Regions from separate parts of the Mus musculus genome. Here region 2 is linked to region 1. Evidence: chromatin contacts called from public Hi-C data. All regions are on one chromosome and are shown on one strand. The core of a region is the stretch at or near the end of the contact, and the rest is flanking DNA. Distances in the headings are between cores, read along the strand shown.

Region 1 (5,492 bases), core at 833-3,332:
CAGTCACTTGTGGGGACCTTTCAAGGAATTCAAGGAAGTTTATGGGAAAGTCATTATTTCACCAGCTCTTGCCACCCATCAATCAATCAGTTGGCCTACTTGCCTTTTTTCTTGCAGGACTGAAAATTGAACTCAGGGTTTCATGCATGCCAGATAGGTGCCCTCCACTGAGCTACAGCACCAAGCTCCTGATGTAGTCTACTCATATTTTTAATCTACTCGTATTTAAGAACATCATACAATAAGGTATGCTGCTCATACTATGAGAATGCTAGAATTCCAGATTAATGGGCTATGTGGACCTCAGTGCATTAGGATGACAAAAGAAAAGGAGAAAAGGAGGGAAGGAAGGAAGGAAGGAAGGAAGGAAGGAGGAAGAAAGAAAGGAAGGAAGGAAGGAAGGAAGGAAGGAAGGAAGAAAGAAGAAAAGGAAGAAAGAAAAAGGAAAAGAAAAAGGAAAAGAAAAAGAAAAATGCTTCCAGCCAGACCCCAAAGCAGGCCAGCTACATCAGCAAGACAAATGAGGTAGGTAGGACCCAGACACTGGAAGCCTTGACAGTCAGCCTCCTCCCTCAGCAGAAGTGACTCTGATTTACATCCTAGGCTGAACAGAGAGAGTCCTGGGTCCTCCTCCACCACAGAGAGGTCTCCATGGATGACTTTCCATTGCTGCCACTCCTTCTGAGAATTCAAGCCATTTCTCCCTTAGGCTTCTGTCGTGTGGGTCACTCAGCTTCAGCTGTTCCTCCAGTCTGGAAGTTTGGGGAAAAAAGCAACACTGTCATGTTCCAGAGGAGTAAAACTCACAAGGATAAAGTTCTCGGAATGCAGACTGAGAGAGAGCAGGAAAGAGGAGTGTAAAAGAGAGAGCTCTCAACAACACAAAGTGTCATCACTTCAGGAAATGACGATTGTTGTTTATTTGTGGGATAGTCTTACCCTGTAGTCCAAGCTGGTCTTGAATTGACTCTGTAGCCAAGGCTAGCCTTGAACTCCCTGTGTGTCCCAGACTGGCTGTAAACACTGTGATCCTCCTGCCTCTGCCTACTGAGACCTGGGATTACAGGTGAGAACCACCATGACTGGTGGTGCACACCTTTAATCCTAGCACTTGGGAGGCAGAGGCAGGCGGATTTCTGAGTTCGAGGCCAGCCTGGTCTACATAGTGAGTTCCAGGACAGCCCGGGCTATACAGAGAAACCCTGTCTTGAAAAACAAAACAAGGCAAAACAAACAAACAAAAGAGTCGCTGTGGTCGTGTTGTCTCTTCACAGTGATAAAACCCTGAGAACCAGCGTGACTAGTTTATTAATTCGTCTTAGAGCCACTTATTCTATAAAGTGAATCATGGTTCTGAGTCTATATTTCCTCCATGGACTATACCGTTTATAAAGAAATATAGGAAATCACAACTAAGAAAAAAAGATAATTTGAAATCAGAAAAACACAAAAGGGCCCAGGTGACTCTGGCTTCAATATTTTCTTTCTATGGAGAAAAACAATCTAGGGAGAGTTTGTGGCTTAGCAGACAGCCTTGGTAGCCAAAGTAGCATCTGTGACCATCAACATTGTTACTGCCCAAAGGCTGTAAGGAACACAGCACCCCAGGGCTCACCGGAACCTTTGTGGTTTGCGCATCTGTGGAGCATCCTCAACCACAGTGTGATCTAGAAAATTCCACATCACCGAAAACCAAATGTCCATTTGTGGCCAGGGTTGAAAGAACCCAATGAAATGCAGTGCAGTGCCGCTGAGGAGAAATATGAGAAGCAAGACTACAATGGTCTGTCTTTCCTGCAACCTTGTCAACTTGGATGATGAGAATTATTACAACAGAAAGGGAGGTATTTTGCTAGTAGCTTAGAACATTGACCTCTTTGCCTGAATGTGCATTTTTTTTCAATACAGTGAGAGCTAAAAGTTTGCTTTTAAAATAGCATAAAGTGCTTATTATAGTGCTCTTTGTTTCACTGCCAAGTGCGGCTTGAGACGTGGAGTCATTCACAAAGCAGCCTCCTGGGCTCCTGACATTACTGCAAAGCCACAGATTCCCAGGCATAGAGTTTAGTTACAGTGCTTCAAACACGCAGCCACAGTTTTATTGATGCTGCGGCTGCAGATGTCATTCCGGGAGAGTGAGGAAGCCCTGCGGGTAGAGATGAGTCATCGGCTAGAAGTGAGCGTTATTGTATCTGTTGCACTGATGTGTAGGGTTTCTCTGTTCCTCGGCATCAAGTTTGTTTGGGTTGTTTTGCTTGCAGACATTTTTTTGAGGAATACAGATCAGGCCTTAACTAATAGTATGTACAATTAATTAATAAAAACATAGACATTCTTGAACCAAAATGTATTAAAATTATAGCAATAATGAAGCCAGAGGTATGGCTGCTCAGATGTGATTTGTAACCCAGTGGGTAGTGAAGAAGCTTGATGTCTCAGAGTGACAGAGAGATGAGACTATACTTGTGCACTGTGCAGTGCAGGGTAGGTAAGGTGTCATATGAGCAGCAGGGGAAGGAAATGCTGTGTGAGTCTGTTCTCCAGGGCTATAACAGGTGCCCAAGACTGGGTTCCTGATAAAGGAAAGAGGTTTATTTAGTTTATGATTCTGAAGCTGAAGGTCTAAGACCAGACAGTCATAAGACCTCCACCTTCCATAGGCCACGCCCCTCAGAGGTTCTAGTGTCTCTCACCAGCAGTGCACTAAGAAGCAGCTTCCCCTGAATGATCTCCTGAGGATTCACCACAGCGAAACCATAATGATGGGAATGTTTAGCTGGAAGAGGAATGGGCTATCTTTAGCTATGTAGAAAAAAATAACAATGTTTGAAAGAAGTGTACTCTGCCTGCCACCAGCCTAAAGGATAGAACTTGAAAAAAAACATAAGTAAAAACTGCAAGGAGCACACCAAACCCCCCCCCAAAACTGTAAGAAAGAGAGAAAGAAAGGAAAGAAGAGAGGGAGAGAGAGAGAAAGAAGAGAGGGAGGGACAGAGGGAGGGGGGGAGGAGGAAGGGAAGAAAGGGAGGAAGGGAAGGAGGGAGGGAGGGAGGGAGGGAGGGAGGGAGGGAGGGAGGGAGGGAGGGAGGGAGAGAAAGAAAAACAAAGCAGGTGTACCTGCAGGTAGGCGTGGGAACCTCTTTTGCTCAGGTTGTCATAAAGAACACAGAAACTTCAGAGAGAAACTAGGCTAGACGCCCTCAAGGTCCCTTTCCATCCCAGAGGCCTTTGAAGAATGTTTTTCCAATGCAACACCCCTCCTACCTCTCAAGCCATACCACTGCACTCTGAGCCACTAGCATTTCTCTCCACACCGTGGCTGCTCTGAATCTCTCCAACCATTTCCACTCAGCAGCAAGGAGCGCTGGTGGCATGGGAGCTGGCTTCCTTAGGTGGAAAGCAGGGCCCATAGTAGATCATGAGCTAGCCATGTAGCATGCTCAGCTCACCGCTGAATGGACAAACGACTCCCTGGTTGAGCTAAGGGAACATGCATAGGCATACAGACTTCTTCCTGGCTTGGCCACAATGTAACCACTGAGATGGCCAACTCCCAACAGAGACACTTCATTCTTCACCCTATTCCCATAAACAAAACAAAACAAAACAAAACACCCTCCTGGGAGTCCTTTCTTATTTTTCCTTATTCATTCTATTTTTCCCTATTTGCATCTTCTTATTCCTGCTGAAGATAAGAGGTAAAACCTAGAAGGCACAGTGGCTTCATAGCCACTGAGTTTCTAGGACCCTAGCCCCTGCCTCCCTGAGTTTAGCCAACTGAGATCCAAGAAAGGCACCTGAGACTTAATCCATGACACTCAAAACTCCACGTGGCTACTCTACAGCACACCAGTGCCCTCGTTGAGCGGTTCACTAGAGACAGGTGCCTTCTCCTCAGACACTGATGAGTCCCTGATACCTTGAACAGTTCTTCTTAGTGACTTCCTATGGAACATGGAAGTGCATTTGAACCCATGACTTGAATCTTCATAGCAAAATGCTCTTTGTCCCACCCTCAAGGCCACTCCCACTTCAATCTGAGGTCACAGCTTGCTGGGTCTCACTCAGAGCCAACTGTACTGGTGCTAGCCACTCCCACCTGCCACCCTATTCATGCTTCTTGCTGTCCGCAGTGAGTACTGTGAGCCACACAGCGTCTAGTCTCTGGATTTTGCCAGTACATTAATGAGGAATATTTCCTCATAGAAGGAAATATGCCAAGATTTCCTCTTGTTGACACAGCTTCTTTCAGCCTTGTAGACAGAGCCTAAGACAGCATCCCCAACCTTCACCCATGGTACCTGAAAATGATGTGTATCTGGCACATGGGGTAAACTGAGGTGGGACGGACTCACCCATAGCAGAAAGGAAGGAACACAGTAGCTCTAGGTGCCCAGGATGCTGGCAGCATCCTCTAGGGCAGAGCTACCCCTGAGGCACTGGAGACCAAGTAGCTCAGCATCATCTCTACCCTTTTCATGGTCCCTGGGTGGTCATTTCTGGTATAGAATAGCTTCAAATAATGACCATTCTGTTGAAAGCCAGTAGGGAGTGAGATGTGTTTCCCATTCCCTTTTGAAAGTGGACCGGTGGACTGGGGTTGTCAAAGAACATAATTTGCCTGGCCTTAGAGGAGAGCAGGCGTACGTCTGTGTTTTCCTTATGCAGAAAGCTTGCCAATAATAGCAGCTTTGCTCCTCTGAGATGGGGAAGCAGCAGTGTCCAGCAGGAACTGTGTGGAGTGTCTGTCTGTTACAGGTCCACTGCCAAGGTGTGCAGGTCAGCAGGTGTCGAGGGACCAAAACACGTGCAGCTATGCCTCAGCTCGTCTGACGGCTGTGCCACTCACTCCAAGGCCATGGGCCAGCTCTGAAGCTGGAACCTGGCCACAGAGATTTGATACCAGTTGGAGGTAGCTGAGACAATTTCTGGAAAGCCGATGATTGCAGGGCCTCTATCAAAGTGCTTGGCTGAGTACGGCAGACTGGAGAATGAGGAGGTCTGTAAGAGGAGGACCTTGAGGGATTTGCTATGTGCAGCTGAGTGAGTGGTGGTGCCGTTTGCTGAAATATGGAAGACTCAATGAGAACATGAGAACTCGATGAGATTGATGGACAGCTGAGTGATTAGCTAGCTTAAAGTTTGAGTTTGAAGCCCACGGGACTGGTCCCTGTTATGGATATGAATTTATAAGCCATCTATACTTGAATGGTGCTTAGGTACTGTTGGGCTAGATTCATTCCTTCACTTACTCACTCACTGGACAAGTATCTGAATGCCTGCTATGGGTGTGATGGGGTCACTCAGGAGAAAATGGCAAGGGGGGAGAGGTCAGTGTGTTCTGACTGGTCTGTTCCTGTTCCCAAGCCTCCTCCTGAAGATGTGTGCATGCTTGAAGCCAACGTGTTCCCCCGGCCCCATGTTTGTGTATCATGACCACCCTTGTATGTAGGCACAGACATTGTATTTTCAAACCTTTCACAAGTGTTATT
Region 2 (5,492 bases), core at 779-3,278, 720 kb after region 1:
GTCTTCTAGTTATGTACTCTATTATTTTACATGCAGATGTTCTTTCTTTTTCTCTTTTGCCCATGTTATAAATAGAACAACCTATAGTGTTATCAAATACAATACCTGTTCACCTCTGAATTGGAGTGCCATCTTCACCATGCTAACTTCCCAAGCAAACACTTTTAAATTAATTGAGGGTTCTTCCGTGTTAGTGCTACATCTGTCAGTCCCACAGGGCTCTGATGACGCTGCCTTACAGAAGACAGTCAGCTGATACGTCTGCCTGCAGATCCTTCTTAAAGCCTTTTCTTGCAACTCTCAGTTGCTTACTTTTTACCTTGAACTTTACACTAGCTTTAGCCGGACAGCAACCCAAACATTCCTGGAATTCAGTTCTTTGAACATGAAGTATAGTATTGATTCTTGGTTTTCAAAGATCTATTTTATCAGATAAAGATACCCCCTCCCCTGCTGCCACCCAGTTTGCTGACAGGATTTCCAGTTTGTCTTTTGAATTAGAATATCTGTTGTTTTCCTTTTCCTTCACAGGAGGTAGGGATACAAGGTAGTGGCCATCCTAGAAACTGAAACCCCACAACTCATCCCAAGATGCACACTGAGACAGCTGTTAGTGACCACACCCTGCCAGACGATCACTGTATCTGTAAGGGTCAAATAAGAAGTCAGGAAAATAAAAAACAAAAACCAAACAAACAGGGGAAACTCTTAAAGATAACAACCAGTACAAAGGCCACTAACTATAAAAAGGATCGGTCGTGGTTGATACTGACTGAGGGGGAAATGGAAAAACCTGCAACTGTTGGGGAACTCTGGGGTCCACAGTTCTTGGGATGAGGAGTTAAGAGGACTGAGTACTGCAATGTTTTGTGTGTGGTGACCCAACAGGAAGAGGAGGCCACATGTAAGGAAACAGACTTAGGAAAATAACAGCCATCTGTCAAGTGGAATTTTGGCAAATGTCTTATTTTTTTGTGGCAACCCAGCAAGGGCATAGTGCCCAGGTATTGAGTCAAACACCAGACTAGGTGCCCCATGAGGGTATTTTTCGATAGGAGTAACATATACCACATTTATAACAGTAAAACTCACCGCCCTCTGGTATGTCAGAGACTCGTGTGCTCAGGTCAAAAGAACAAAAAGGCCAAGCATCACCAGACAGGGGAATTCTGCCCCAGACCGCTTTGACTCTGCTCTTCCCTACAGATCCCTCCATGTCTGCGGGAACTTGACTCTGACAAATACATGTATGTAGTAAGATAATATTCCCATTTCTAAACTTTATTTTCTGCTTTATATTTTAGTATGACAGGCATTTGTGAATTTCTTAGAAAGCATTCTTTGTGGTCTTGTGGATCATCTCAGAGAGTCAATATCATGAATGGCCACCATAGGGCCTTTTTTTTTTAATACAGCATAAAATAGCCCCAACTTGAAGACTGATCTGAGTTGTAGCTTGAAGGGTGTGTTTCCAAACTTTACATCCACACTGAAGAATGAGAATCCTGAGTAAAAATATAAAATAAAAATATGGAGTAGAAAGCACATTACAAAGTTAGCTTCCAGCTCATGGCCCTCCCCCTCCTCCTGTCGGCCCCTGAATGCTAGGATTATAGTACATCCTTCATGAACACACCTCACATCACTGCTACTGTGACAGCTGCTGCTTCACATACATCCTGAGTGTTTCTGCACAGATTAAGCCCAAACCCATTAACAACAATGGGTAGGACACTGAAAGCCAGGCTTTAAGGCTCTTATTGTCCCTTGTAACAACCACAGGTTATATTGAAGAGGCTCACACTAAACACGTGCACCCTAATTTTATAGAACGTTTAGTTTTTCTTTGATAATTCTTTCAGAAGAACCCCTGTTCTTTACCACTAGATATTAAGAAGCTAATTAAATTTAATCTATTCGTGGCTTCTATGATTCACCCTCAATAGCCAGCTGCAGCCAAGCGCTGCCAGGATGGAGGGACTGAGTCAGCCATTCTATTGCCTACCTTCTCTGAGCTGCTTCCAAAGGATTTGACTCTGGAGGAGTCAGCAGAAGAGTCCCAGCCCACATAGCTGTGAGCCCAGGCAAAGGGGAAAGACACAGCGGTGGCGGCAGAATGGCCGCTGCGCAAGCTAAGAGTAGGTGATGACGTGGCTGCTACCAAGATTCTTAGACAACTTCCGTCATTTACAAAACAAGGATAACTTACAAGGTTTGTTGGGAAGATTTTGTGCAATGACACAAATGAACCAAGAGCACACTGTCTGGTACCCAACAATTCTAATCCACACGTACAGTTAAGCTTTCTTTTTATTATTAACTGTTATTATTGCTGCTTCATAGTAATATTAGAGTTGTGTCAGTCAACAGAAAACAAAAACATGAACTGGGACTTAGCCATTTAGTTCACAGGGCACAGGGCACATGGCTTTATTCACATGGCCAGAGTCGCCTAAAGATGTGAGCATCAGAGATCTCCAAATGGAAGTGAGGCTGGGTACTGGTGTCCCACACCTTAGTCCCAGCACTCAAGAGGCAGAGGCAAGTGGATTTCTTAGTTTAAGGCCAGCCTGGTCTTCAGAGTGAGTTTCTAGGCAGCCAGGGCCACACTCACACAGAGAGAAACCCTGTCTCAAAAACCAAACCAAACCAAACCAAACCAAAACAAAAACAAGGACAAAAAAGAAGTAACAATGAAGTAAACTCTCAAGAGGAAGGAATGGAAGATACAAAATGCTTCAGTTTACAATAAACCCAAGTATTATCCAGCACTTATTAAACACTGGTAGTCTTGATTTAGAATTCATGTAGTTTAAAACATTTTACACTAACTGCCTAGGAGGTTACATAAATATACGCACACTGAATCCTTAAGTCACTGATTAAATTGTAAATGCTAGTACCTCTGGTTTAGATAATTATAGTAATCATTGGACATCTCCATTTAATTCAATATTGTCATAGCTGTCACTCATCATTTAGCTTAAAACAGGTTACCTGAATAGCAATGTCACCTTGCCACTGAGATTTTGCTACATATTTTCCCCAAAATATATGATGTAGTAAATTAGTTCATCTTCATTTTTGCTTTCACCATTCCATCTAACAGTATGTCAAAGTTAGGGCTGGAAAGATGGCTCAGTGGGTGAAATGCTTGCTTTGCAGCCATGGCAACCTGTTTTCAAACCCTCAGATCTAATGTAGAAGGGCTGGGTGCAGTAGCAGCACACGTCTGTGATCTCAGTATTTCTACAGCAAGATGGGAGGCAGAGACATAAGGCTACTCAGAAGCTGTGGGCCAGCCAGCCTAGCATCCACAGTGGCAAAGACAACTTGTTTCAAATACGGCAGGAGGCAAGGACTGAAAGCAGAGTTGTTGTCAACAACAACATACCATGGCACCTGTGTAACCACCTCAAACCCTCTCACCCCCAGAAACAGACAAACAGACAGATAGACAGACACTGAGAGGGGAATAGATGGAGAAGAGAGGGATGGAGGGAGGAGTGGGAGGGAGGTTGGGATTGAGAGATTTCTTTAAGTGAAGATTTAAATTGTCTTGCCAAGGCATTCAGATTTTTTATCCTACAGAGTACCCACACGACGCCCATCTGCCATCACAGGGATGCTACAGACATGTCCTCCCTTGTAGCAAAACCATCTTTTCATTTTAGAGAAGGAAAGAAAGTGCTACCTAGAAAGAACACCATTGTCCTGGCGAAGCCTTTGCTCACTGGGTAGTTATTAAGCATCCCTGAAGTGCTCCTTTGCTTTCGCTCTGTTTTCTCATTCGTTAGGAAGCCCAGGGTGGACTCGGAGAAAGCCCCTGACTTGTCCTCCTTCCTGCAGACATTACACTCTGGGTTTTATATTAGTACCTTAGAAAGGTCTCCTTAGCCGGCATGGTGGCACACACCTTTAATCCCAGCACTTGGGAGGCAGAGGCAGGGGGATTTCTGAGTTCAAGGCCAGCCTGGTCTACAAGTTCTGGTCCTGAGTTCCAGGACAGCCAGGGCTACACAGGGAAACCCTGTCTCGAAACCCACCCCCCAAAAAAGAAAGGTCTCCTTGTTTATCTTTAGTTGCTGTCAAAGTTCCCTTCCCAGCTGCCTGGGCTACACTGCCAGGCACAGAGCGGTGCTCACACTGCCTCAGAGGTCCTGAGCTGAGGATGTGAAGCCCAGGCAGCAGAGGCATGACCTCTTGAACCCTGCTGCCACCTCATTCCCTCCTGACTCTCCTGGGACAGGGCATGGACATTCACACGGGCTGGGGCCCTCTGTCCTCCTTCTCTCTATCTGCTCCAGCTTCCCACCAGAATTTCTGTTGCTGTGCCTATTCTGCCATAGGATTTTATTCTAAAATCTTGTTATATTTTTTTTTGGGTGTTAGTTCTGTTTTGCTTGTCTTTTCATTCATGATAAACCTGTTCTTTGCTTACTGAAGAAAGTTACAAGATTATTTCATTATCTTTATTTTTGCATCCTGACATTTCAGATCACTTCAGGTTGGTCTCTAAGCATCTTTATTCTTGGGAATGGGCCACATTCCTCCAGTTCTTTACACGCTGCAGAACTCTGAACTGTGGCGTAGACATTAACACCTAGACTGAAGAGATTCTAGGTTCTATTACATTCCTCCAATGCTCAGGGAAGTACTAGTATTTTTGTCTCACCAAGTAACTTACTTTGTTGGCCTCAAAATGCAAACCTTGTAACACTTTTGCTAGATGCAGCTGGGCTGCTCTGGGCATGTCTCAAGGAGGTGCCATTTAGATACTCAATATTGTTTTGAGTGTAAAGAGCCCTTACGTGAAAATGGTCTATGAACAAAGGAAACTACCAGCAGAACACACAGCCTACAGAATAAGAGAGTACAGCTAGAGGTACAGGGAGTTAATATCTAGAACATTATGCAGAATAAGGAACTGCAAAAATTAAACACCCCCACACACCCACACGATAGTGCCAATCAATAAATGGGTTAGCTGGATGTGGTGGTCCATGGCTTTTATTCTTACAAGGCAGAAGCAGGCTGATCTCCATGAGCTCAAGGATAGCCTGGTCTACATAATAAATTCCAGCTCAGCCAAGGCTATATAAGGAGTAAGATCATGTCTTAAAAATAATGCCTGAACAGACAATTCTCAAAGAGAAAGAAGAAGAAATATATATATAGTCAAGAAATAAATAAGTAGTCAGTAAGTATTTTTAAAAGCATCTAACATTCCTTGCTATTAGGGAAATGCAAATTTAAACTGCTTTGTGATTCTATTTCATACCAATCAGAATGGCTATCATCAAGAAAACCAATGACAACAAATATTAATGAGGGTGTGAGCAAGAGGACTCTCTACTCACTGCGAGTGTGAGGGTGACCAGTACAGCCACCATACAAGTAAGTATGAAGGTTTCTCAAGAACGTAAAACCGTAACTGCCACATGCCTTAGCCATAACACTCCTGGGTATAGACCCTTGCATATCCATGCTGA

What was found. Hi-C and Micro-C count contacts between places; a contact is called where the count stands out from the background.
Region 2: a Hi-C map of myocytes shows a contact between it and region 1, with 1.8 times the contacts expected there. The contact joins two enhancer-like sites. A contact is called at or near these places in 2 of 484 Hi-C or Micro-C datasets (cerebral cortex and myocytes).

Annotation. Positions count from the first base shown.
Region 1 is chr7:66,810,874-66,816,365 of GRCm38.p6, forward strand. The region is part of intron 10 of Cers3 (ceramide synthase 3); the gene reads left to right. Among named protein-coding and RNA genes, the nearest start is that of Adamts17, 26 kb to the right of the region's middle. Within about 2 kb of position 2,083, at least 52 of the 459 cell types and tissues checked have an H3K27ac peak or open chromatin away from gene starts, as enhancers often do. A contact at or near this core is called in myocytes, where this site is marked.
Region 2 is chr7:67,535,148-67,540,639 of GRCm38.p6, forward strand. All of the region lies in intron 7 of Lrrc28 (leucine rich repeat containing 28), which reads right to left. Gm34079 (a long non-coding RNA gene) reads left to right here. Exons shown (of 5, transcript XR_003946792.1): 3 at 5,289-5,397. Among named protein-coding and RNA genes, the nearest start is that of Gm34079, 17 kb to the left of the region's middle. Within about 2 kb of position 2,029, at least 24 of the 459 cell types and tissues checked have an H3K27ac peak or open chromatin away from gene starts, as enhancers often do. A contact at or near this core is called in myocytes, where this site is marked.